2 separate regions of the Sus scrofa genome follow, and region 2 is linked to region 1. Evidence: chromatin contacts called from public Hi-C data. All regions are on one chromosome and are shown on one strand. Each heading gives the region's core, a stretch centred on a gene start, on an enhancer-like site or on the middle of the called end of the contact. The rest is flanking DNA. Distances are from core to core; before and after follow the strand shown.

What was found. A called contact is a pair of places that touch in the nucleus more often than the background predicts.
Region 2: a Hi-C map of adipocytes shows a contact between it and region 1, with 1.9 times the contacts expected there. The contact joins two enhancer-like sites. A contact is called at or near these places in 5 of 47 Hi-C or Micro-C datasets (adipocytes, embryonic fibroblasts, psoas muscle and 1 more).

The regions. Positions count from the first base shown.
Region 1 is chr1:241,027,609-241,033,509 of Sscrofa11.1, reverse strand. No RefSeq gene overlaps it. Among named protein-coding and RNA genes, the nearest start is that of SEC61B, 45 kb to the right of the region's middle. Within about 2 kb of position 3,354, at least 1 of the 83 cell types and tissues checked has an H3K27ac peak or open chromatin away from gene starts, as enhancers often do.
Region 2 is chr1:241,109,604-241,115,281 of Sscrofa11.1, reverse strand. No RefSeq gene overlaps it. Among named protein-coding and RNA genes, the nearest start is that of SEC61B, 130 kb to the right of the region's middle. Within about 2 kb of position 3,916, at least 2 of the 83 cell types and tissues checked have an H3K27ac peak or open chromatin away from gene starts, as enhancers often do.

The DNA.
Region 1 (5,901 bases), core at 2,105-4,604:
GGTATGCCATAGGAATCTCATCTTTTTTTCCAAAATAGTTGGTCAAATTTCCTAATATCTTTCATCAAATTAGTCATTCTTTCCTTCTGGTTTGTAATCCCAACTTACTCATAAATTTTTTTTTTTTTGGACTTGAAAGAGGTGGAAATGATTATTATCAGCAATCTTGACTTCATTTACAAGGGAGAGATGAATTGTTGTTTGTTTTGGATGGGAAAGGAGAGTGTAGTGTGGGATAAAATCAGAAGACCGTTAAGATAGTCATGGAATTTGTTGTGAAAAAAGGAAAGTCTGAGGGAAAAAATGGCAAAAGAGAAAACTACTGAGTCATAGAAGGAACGTGTTATCAAAACAACAACAGCCATAGGGAAGGAATATTTGTGAGCATCTCAAAAAGAGGATGATGCAAACAGAATTGAGTTGGTTATCATGGGCTCCCAGCTGAAGAAAAAAGGTCTACAGTCAGTTTTCCTTGCCATATGACCTAGTGGCATCACAAAGCTTGGCATAGAATTTATGTCAGGGTTGTTAAGTAATTAACAAATATTTTTTAAAAAACTAGCATTGTAGCTATATGTTTAATATATGGATGAGGCTTATACTGTAATATTTATATTATATGTAATATAATATATAGCTTTACTTTAAAAGTTAAAGCTATTTGAACTTTAATGTTCATTATTGAAAAGATAGAGAAAAAACGGAATAATGCTAGCTATCTTTTATTGAGCACCTACTGGAGTCCAGAATGTTATTAGCTACTTTACATATATTTTATTTCTAAAGAAGAAAATTAAAACTTCTGTAATCCCACCACCTGTGATTAACCTCCATTAGCACTCTGCTGTATTTCCTTCCATAATTCTCCTGATAAATGTTTTATGACAATAGCTAACATGCAACATTTACTCAGCACTTACTCCCATGCCAGAACTAATAAAATACTTTATTTAAAGCTTTTTAAAAAATACTAAACCATGTAACAATCCTAAAAGATAATACTATTATTATTTTAATTTTGCAGATAAGGAAATTGGAACTAGTGGGGTTAAATAATGGGCCCATTCTGTGTACACAGTTTTGTGGGTTACTTTTTATCACTTAAATTTATATCAGGGAAATCGTGTTTTCCCACATTATTAACTATCCCATGGAAGAGATCACTTAATAGCTGCTTAATATTTTATCTTATGGGGGTGTCATCATTTATTTCACTATTTCAGTGTTTCTGTTCAATTGTTAGTGATTCTTTAATAGAATAAATACTGCTGATGGTGATCATTTTGAAATGTATCACTGTGTTATGTACTAAGAACTAACATGGTTTTGTAGATCAATTATGCTTCACAAAACAAACTCAGAAAAAGAGATCAGATTTATGGTTACTAGAGGGTAGGGTAGGGAGGGAACTGGATGAAGATAGTCAAAAGGCACAAACTTCCAGTAAAAAGACAAATAAGTATTAGAGATGTAATGTATGATGTGATTAATATAATTAGTATTGTTGTATGTTATATATGCAAAATGACAAGAGGGTAAAATCCAAAGAGTTTTCATCACAAGGAAAATTTTTTTCTTGTTTTTAACTTTATATCTGTATGAGATGATAGATGTTTACTAACTTATGGTGGTAGTTATTTCATGACTTGTGTATAAGTCAAGTCATTATGCTTCACACCTTAAACTTATACTGTGCCGTATGTCAATTATATCTCAATAAAACTGGAAGAAAATAAAATAAAAATAAAAGAATAAATGTTGGAGTTCTCTTGTGGCTTAGAAGGTTAAGGATCCAGCACTGTCACTTCAGCAGCTTTGGTCACTGCTGTGGTGCAAGTTCCATCCCAGACTGGGAACTTCTGCATGCTGCAGGTGCAGCCAAAGAAGAAAAGGGGGAACAAAAGGACAAATGCTGCTGTTATGAACACCCTTGTACTTACTTAAAACTTTGTGCATATCCAAGCACTCAGAATAAAAAAAAAAGCAGTGGAATTATTGAGTCAACTTTTTCTCAGGTTCTTTCTGCATATTGTCAAATTGCCTTCCAGAAAGCGTCTCCCATTTTATACTCCACCAGCAATAAATGAGGCATTTAATACCCTAGCCAACATTAAGTATTATTAATTTTAAATTAGAAGCAATTTAAATGAGTAAGCGGTTGGACTTCCCATTGTGGCACAGTGGAAACAAATCTAACTAGTAACCATGAGGATATGGGTTCAAGCTCTGGCCTTGACTGATGGGTTAGGGATCTGGCGTTGCTGTGAGCTGTGGTGAAGTTTGCAGACACAGCTTGGATCCCATGTTGCTGTGGCTGTGGCTGTGGTGTAGGCTGGTGGCTACAGCTCTGATTCGACCCCTAGCCTGAGAACTTCCAAATGCCGCAGGTGCAGCCCTTAAAAAAATAAATAAATAATAAAAAATGAGTAAGCACTTATAAATAATAATTTTAGCTTATTTTTATCATTAAAGGAAAAACAAGATTTGTTTCTTTCACAATTTTAATTTTTCTCTCATATGCCAGGGCTTCTGGGGGCTAAAGATGGGATGTGCCGCAGGCATGGCCAAATTAATTAATTAATTAATTAATTAAAGCACTAAGAGCCATTTGATCCTCACAATAATTCTTTGGGGGTAGGTACTGTTACTATCTTCATTTTATAGATAAGAAAACTGAGTCACCAAGTGGTGAGGTAACTTGCCCAAGTTCATTCAACAAGTAGCAAAGGCAAGATTCAGACCCAGGCAACCCAGTTTCAATGCCATTAACCACTACCATACTGCCAACCTTCTATTGAAAGGCATAGAGGTTGTGCTGAGACACTGAAAAAAATGGAAAGAAGATAGAGGAAAATAGAAAAAGGTTTTAAAATGGATTCAAACAGTGAAAGGATCAGAAATGGAAGTTCATTTGGATCAGAAATATTACCAAGAGATACTGACAAAACTCTATCTTTCCCCTCCTTTTTCAGAGCGTAGGTGAGAATGACACATGGCAAAACCCAGCAGATAATACACACACTGGACAGTAAACATGGAACAGTCCAAAGACAGAGGAAAGGAATGGTCTAAATTCGCCTGCTATGAGGCAGCAGAGAAAGGGAAGGAGGGAGTGATCTCTGCCCTCCTAGACCTCCAGGAATGGAAATATAAAGGAATCAATCCAGGCAGCACTCAAAACTGAACAGATGAGGAGAAAATAGAAGCTTGTACTTTTCCGGGGCTTCTAGCCAAGTGGTCTCCCAGCTTGGCCTAAGGCTACCGCCCCTACTGGCAGGACCAGCTGCTTGGCAGGACCAGCTGCTTTGCAGGACCTTGGGGTGAAACTCCTGTGGGCTGCAGCGCCATCTAGCAGATGTGACGGTGAAATGGTACCAGGACTTTTTGGCCATTCTGATGTCCATCCAAGTGCAGAGGTTGCGACAATGAAAAAACAAACCTCTATCCTTGAGACAGTCACCATCCATCTGAGGAAACCAGAGCAGATATTTATGCAAGTGTTTAGCAAACAGAGGCTGACAAAGCTGACTTTCCCCAGGGTTCAGGGAAGGCTGCACAGAGGAAGCATTTTTCAAACCAGGTCTCAAAAAATGAGGAATTTTTTGTCAAGCAATAGAAAATAGAAGAAACTTTGGGCAATAGGACCAGAGGCTGAAAGAGTTCAGTGCATTCAGAGGTTGGAGGTTGGAACATTCAAACTGCAAGCCAGTGGTAACCTTATAGACTAGCTAGTTCCTTGTTTTGTATGAAGTTACAGAACTTCAGGCAAGGAGAGGACCTCATGCAGATTCACACCCCAATTTAGGAGTGTCCATGTTGTAACACATATCTCCTGACCATCGGAGGAGAAGGCCAGCCACAGCTCTCTGGAGAAGGTCATGGTCACCTGGCAGGACCCAGTGATAAGGCTGAGCATATGCAAGTTAGACCTTGAGCTCAAGAAGAAGACTTGCTTGCATTCAAAATACTCACCTCCACCCTAGCTAGGTGAGTTTTGTCAAGTTACTCTTAAGTCTCGGTTTCCTTGCCTGTCAAATGGGATCCATCATATCCCTACCACATATGGTTGTTGTGAGATCAAAAGAGTTAATCTAGGTAAAGTGCTTGGCACAATGCTCAGTATACTTTGAATGCTGGGGGATCAGATGTTAAAGGCTGCAGTTTTAATATTGTCACTTTTTAGTGTAGTATTATGATATGTTTCTTATTTGAAAGTATTATTATTAATTGATTATTTAATATCTCTTTTTTATTGTTTCTTATTAGCTATTGATTACTTACTGAAAGAACTGGAGCTATCCTGTCTGGATAAGAATAAGCACAGAAGCCACATTCCTGTTTTTAAAACTTGAAGGGTTATGCTGGAACAGAGGGAGTGATAGGTCGTTGTTCAAGGGGCCAAGCTCCAAGAAGGCAGATTTTAGTTTGAAGAACTTTCCCACCCTTCAAGTAGCCATGGGCAGAAGGTGTTTACTTGTTGGAAATGTTCAATCTGAGACCAAGTGACTACTGGTCAGGGCCATAGCCCACCTTGCACAGGGCGGGAAGTCATCGAGTCCATTTAACTATCTGATGCCTTAAACATCTAATTGAGCCCTGCTTTCTAGGGGACTATGATTTGGTAGGTCATCTGGGAAGACAGCTATCTATGTTTATAAATTTCAAAGCCATAAGCAGTCCTCAAAGAAGTTGGGATCCAAATGCACAACCTTGTTTTTCAGAGTAATTCACTAGGTGTTAGCGGGGAATGTGAAGAAGAGGCTGAAATACCCATGTCAGCCTGGAAACAAGGGGAGTGGGCCAGAGAAACAGAAGGCAGCTTGGCCTATTCCCTAAGTGCTGCCTAGAGAATGTGTCTTCATTCTGAGAAGATGGGAAGGGCTCTCATGATCCCAATAGCCACATAGGGTACAGAGGTATCACCTTAAAATCATTAAGTAACAGAGCACATCAAATGCTCGATGGAAAATAGTCAAATAATTATGCAGGTTCTGCTATGTGCAAGCATTTGGAATATAAAACTGACTCCAAAAACCAAAGTCTCTATAAAATTAGGAGGGGTATAGTCTAAGAAGATAATAAGACCTAGACACAGAATAACTTCAGTCCACAGTGGAAAGGCCTAGTGTTATCAGACAGACTCATGGGGTCACATGATTCTTACAAGAGGCAGCAGTAGAGGAAGCGACATTTGAGCTGGGATTTCAGTAACACATCTGATTTTAACCCAAAATGATGGGGGAGGGACGAGCTTCTCGGGGGGGAACAGTGTGGGCAAAAGTTGGTGGGGGGGGGAGCCTTGAAAGCATGGGTTTGGTCCACTGTGGCTGGACCTTAGGGAGTGTAAAGGTGGTGCATGACATAAGTTCAGAGAAGTAATCATGCAGAACTTGCCCTCCCAGGTATGTACCCAAGAAAACTGAAAACATGGCTCCACATAAAAAAAACCTGTACACTAATGCTCATAGCAATATTACTGAGAACAGCTGAAAAGTGGGAACAACCCCAATAAGATGTGGTATTTCTATAAAATGGGATGTTATTCAGCATTCAGCAATAAACAAGAGTGAAATAGTGACACATGTTGCAGCACAGATGAACCTTGGAAATGTGCTACATGGAAAAAAGGCCAGACACAATAAAACACCTGTCATATGATTCCATTCACATGAAAGGTCCAGAATAGGCAAATTCATAGAGACAGAAAGATTGGTGATTGTCTAGAGCCAGGGAGGCCAGAAGTTGACAACTGAAGGGTAAGAAGTTTCTTTTGGGGATGATGGAAATATTCTAAAATTGGTTATGGTTGCACAACTCTATGAATACACTAAAACCATTGAATTGTACTCTTTAAATGAGTAAGTTGTGTGGTATGTGAACTGTATCTTAATATGGCTATAA
Region 2 (5,678 bases), core at 2,667-5,166, 81 kb before region 1:
AGTTGCAAGTCACTGACTTTACTGGGGCGGGGGAAGGACGTCACAAGACTTTTGTTTTTTTTAAGACAGAATAAGTTATGCGCATGCAGAATTCTCCCCTGGGGGAAGTGCTGGACCTGGTTTCCTTGGGATTCTGAGGATTGTTTCTCATAATGGGGGCGGAAAGTTCACTGGCTACAGGCTTGAATTCCTGATTTGATGCCTTTAAAAAAAAGAGAAGAAGATAAAAATACCAAGTCCCTCAATCAGAACATTAGGAGTGGGTGATAATGTAGTGAATCATTAAATGTCAGATTTGTAGAAGGCCTAGAATGAGCCGTACCTTTGTCAGATGAGGAAACTGAGACTAAAGAGAGAGCTTCCCTGATATCCCATGGAACGTGGCAGAGACAGGGCTGAAATGCATGCATCCTGATTCCCAGACCAGTGGTGTAATGGGATGAAGAGTTGGGGGAAAGGGTCAATCCTGGCTCCACTACTTCTAAGCCATATGACCTTACCTATACACTAAAGATGGTATTGGTTAGCTTTGTACAAAGCCAGGACTGGAACCTCTAGATCTTGGACCTATGTGGTCTTTGAAGGATGAGCCAAGGCAGGCAGATATCCACTCTCCATTAAAATCATGGCCCCAAACCCTAATAGAATGTCATGGAAAGTTGGGCTGGCTGGTGTGTGAGCCTAGAATTTCATTCAGCCCCTGGCTTGAATCCTTGACTGGAAGCAGGTTAACTAACCTATAGGGTACACTTTCCTCAGGCTGTGCCCAACTCTGGAGCAGGGAAAACTAGCCACCTCCCTAAAGCTTAAGGCAACCTGACTAATCCACCCACTCACAGTCTCTTCCATTGCTTACCACACTCTGGTTTTCACTCATCTGCGGAGGGCAAACAGCTTCTTAGACACTTCTAACTTAGGAAATGGGAGGAAGACGTGAAGCAGGAACCTCAAAAAATAAGGTGCAAAAAGAGGAGGGTCTAAGCAGAGCCTGCTATTCAGACACCAGAATTTTTTGGTTTGCCTGTCTACATGGAAAACTGTAATCCAAACACATCCTTGACTTGCTCTCTAGCAGACAAGACCTAAAGACCAGGATTTCTATTTATCTCCAGTTCGTCCAGTGGGTTCAAGGACCAGACCTATGAGGGGAATAGATGTCCCCTGCAAGAAAGAAAAACCTTGGATTACTACAACAGTCCTAATATTATTTTGGCAGTGCTTCTTCTCTTTTCCTTTCCATTGCTCCCACTTGGTCCTACATGGACCATTGAGACAGGAAATTCATACTCTCAAGGTCTTTACAAATGCCTCTTTCATGATGCCCCACACTCTCCACACTAAGCTTAAAAGTCCTGTCTCACATTAACCACCTGGTTAACAAGCTGAAGACTATATAACAGACATCTGAAAGCAAGAAACCATGATCACAGCAGAAACACCCACACTTGCCACTGCACTGTAAGTTATTGCATCTCTTTCTGTTTTAATCAGTCCCCCTTTGCCACAGAGAAAAACATTCTCCAATTACATCAAAAGCTCCTTTTGTACCTTGATTCTAGCTGTGGGAGTCACAGGAGCTGTAGAAGCTGGGATGGAAACTAGGTTTCTTCCTTGGTAGCCACAGGCAGGCATCTCCTGCTTCAGTAAAACGTTCCTGTGTCACAGGTTGGGTCCATCCACGATGAACTCTCTCATGTAGTTCCACTTCTCCAAGGTTCCAAAGGATCAACAAGGGAAACTGTGCCAGGACTCACTTGCAGCATCTGTAAAACACAAACTTATCTTAAAGCCAAATACCAAGGACATATGCTAGCTTCCAGGAGATAAAGGCATGGGATTAAATGAGATTAGAACCCTCCTTAGAGTCCACCTCTGAGAACCAGGAACATCTAAGTGGCAGAGATTAGCTTCATCTTCTCTCCATTTCTGGGGCTATCCTGCTTTACTTATTGGGAGGTCATGTGCCATCTGTATTTTTTTTTTAAGGGCTGGCAGAGTCTTCTTCATTTGGAAGGTAGGGAAATTGGACCAGAAAGCCAATTGGTTTGCTTCTAGTCTAGTTTTTAGGGTGGAGGAAAATGAGAAGTCACATTGATCCTGAGATAGTCTTGTGATTTCTACATTCTGTGGGTGTGGAACTAATATCATACTCTTCTTAGAGGTACTTTTGAATAAGGTGACCTTACATCTAGGTTGTCTCAGGAAAGTCCAAGTTTATGCCTGTTGTCCTGACTTCCTGTCTGATCTGGCATTTATCCAAGATGTATGTTATTTTTATGGGGGTGGGGGGGGGAATGAGGAGACCTACTTCATTCTTCTATGCATACTCTATAATCCTGTCTGGTGAGCTTGATTATACAAAGTGACTTTCTGAAAGGAATATAGAATAGGTGAAATTATGTGGCTTAATTTAGCAGGTAATCATGAAGGAAATAGGCTGAGCTGCCCATTCACTTCTTCCAGGTCTGGACATAAAAGAGACAAGGATTGATACTCTTGATTTTTCTGGCCTATGGCCACATCCCTAAGTTTAAGAGAGATCCAAAATATGGGGGTATATTAGCTAGAGGCCCCAGCTTCTGGGAAGGAAAACTAAAGTACCTTCTCATACCCTCTACCCACAGCAGGAGTTTTCTGATATGGTGAACAGGCACTGCTCTACTGAGGTGCTAAGATAATTATGGTAAAAGGATTTTAAACACTCGCCAATTCCAGTCATCTAATATAACTGCTTGGGGCATCATGTTGAGAAAGAGTCTAGGTTTGGCAAGAATGAGAGCCGTCATTGATCGGGGATGTTGGCCATGATTCAGGAGCAGTGAGCATCTGCACGCATCTCAGTAATTTGCCATTTCTGTACTAACAAGAAAATCTTTCAAAAGGAGGAAGAAAAACCTTAAAAATTTCTTCCTTCCTCATGGCATGCTGTATTGGATCCGTTTCCTTTTTAGATTATGTCAGTAGCTCTAGTTGGCAGGGTTGAGGGTTACTTTAGCTTAGAAGACTGTACTCTCCTACCATTAATTTTGTAAGGGTCGGTAGCATGGGGGCAATTTAAGCCTATTGCACTAGATATTAGGAAAACATTCTATCCCTTTATGCTCTTTCTCTTGGGTATGTTCTTCTTTTTCACTGTTGTGATAACTCTTAGAATGAGCTAGGATGGTTTTTCATGTAGGACTTTGTCTATCTAGGAGCACAAAGTTAGTCCTTAAGATTTAGATGTCATCTAGCCTCTCATTAGGGTGGGAAGTTTTGTTGCCAAAGCTCCCTCTGTAATTATTAAGCTTTGTCCTTTTGTACCTTGCTCATAGAGCTAGCAGGACTGGTGTCAGACTGAGGTGGGCAGTCTGACACCAGTGATCAAGGACTCATAGATTTGAGATATCAGCAAAATATCTTGACATCTTATTGCTATCACCAATAATATATATTTTCCTAGAGATGTAGGAATTAAAAACAATGCATATAAAATTCCTAGGATTCAGATAACTGCTATGTCATCAGCTATTACTATTATCATTATAATAGTGACAAATATCACTTGAAGACCAAATCTTTCCTTACCTGATTTGATTTTTGGCCAAAGCAATAAGTACTGGTATGTACTAGAGAGGAAGGGTAACTTTCTTGAGAAAATATCTGGACAACAGCAGGCAGTGCATATGTCCTCTAAAGATCCATTAGTAATAAATTCAATACAAATTCTGTACCAAATCCCATTGTTCCAGTGAGTGCTTTGAGACATAAATGGAAAGTTTAATGTTAGACACTTTGCTTCCTAGGATTTGTACTTTGTGAGGTTTTCATTATTTCTTTCTTGACAAATATTCAGGAGGTCTGGAGTGAGCTTCTCCAGATAATGCTTGCTCATCAGTTGGCTGGATTTGAGACGTACCCAAACTCCAGATGTGGTGTATCCAACCATTAGGAAATCTTAAGGCTTTTTGCCAAGCTGTCTTGAGGATGACTAAAAATTAGGCAATGGGTATACTTCTTAGCTCCTTCCATAAAATTAGGCAATGGCTATGCTTCTTAGCACCTACCATTAGAGCAGGACAGTGTGGATGAGACAGCTCTTGGGATGTAACTGGTTCACATCATTAAAAGCAACTGCAAATATAGGATTTGCAGGTTTGGGTAAGTTATGTTTATACCCTGGCTATTGGTAGGAAAGGGAAAAACCTCTGTGTTTTGCATACATTTTCAAAATATGTCAGTAAAGATGTTGGAGACCTTGTTCTCCAAAGAAAACTCTGGTAGATAAGAAACCTGACCAGGCCCTGAGCTAGATAAATAAATATTGGGCCAGAGATCTTAAAGGGCTTCTGCTTTTACAAGGAGAGGAGGAAATCAGAAGTAGAGGGCCCCAAAACATGGGTGATGCCATGATATGAGGCCAGCAAGGCATCTGGTAATTAGGAAAGGAAGCTGAGAAGGTGCAGTGTGAGCCCAAGAATGTCCTGTGTAAGTTTAAGGTCAATTTATGTAAGCTAAAAGGTGTACAGTGTAAATGCTATATCAGAAGTTATGTTTGGAAGGTAATATGAAAATGAGATTTGCCCAGGGGAACCAGATATACTCTGTAATTGCCATGGCTCAGTTATTTGCATTGAGGAGTCCAAAGAAGACAGATATGCTCAAAACTATCAAAATATGACATTACTGGTCCAGACTTTAGTTCTAAAATCTGTTGTGGAATTCTAATAAACTAGGCTAGACCATGTGATGATATCCCTTCTTCTAACTGAAAGGAGCCATACGATTAGTTAATGTTCCACTGTATCCAGGGAACTCTTCCTCTCAGACATGTACCTGAGACTGCTGGTGTTTGTGTCAGACTTGGCTGTCCCTCTCTCAGGATTCTTCCCACTCTAGATCCAACCAGCATCAAGCTTTGGTATTGTTCACCAGGGCAAAAAACTGAAAAACACAGAGAAAAAGCTACGGAGAAATATTTTAGCTGGTTGAGGAAGAACTTACTAATGGTCAAACTCTCCAAGATGGAAAGACCCTCTCTGAAGATTGTAAGCTCTCTATTTCTAGAGGGAAACTAGCCAAGACAGGTCAACTTTTATTGGAAGTGCTATAGAAGAGTTCATAGCCTCAAAAGAGGATAGACCCAATAAGTCCCTTTCCATCTTTAGAATTATGAATCTGAGTCACTTCACTCCAGGCTTCATCCCTTTTTTTTAAATTACTCAATGAATTTATTACATTTATAGTTGTACAATGATCATCACAATCCAATTTTATAGGATTTCTATCCCACAACTCCAGCGCATCTCCCCATCCCCCAAACTGTCTCCTTGGGAAACCACAAGTTTTTCAAAGTCTGTTGAGTCAGTATCTGTTCTGCAAAGAAGTTAATTGTGTCCTTTTTTCAGATTCCCCATGTCAGTGAAAGCATTTGATGTTGGTGTCTCATTGTATGGCTGACTTCACTTAACATGATAATTTCTAGGTCCATCTATGTTGCTGAAAATGCTGGTATTTCTTTCCTTTTAATGGCTGAATAATATTCCATTGTGTATATGTACCACCTCTTCTTGATCCACTCCTCTGTCGATGGACATTTAGGTTGTTTCCAGGTCTTGGCTATTGAAAATAGTGCTGCAGTGAACATCGGAGGCATGTGTCTTTGCGAGTCATGGTTTTCTCTGGATAGATGCCTAGAA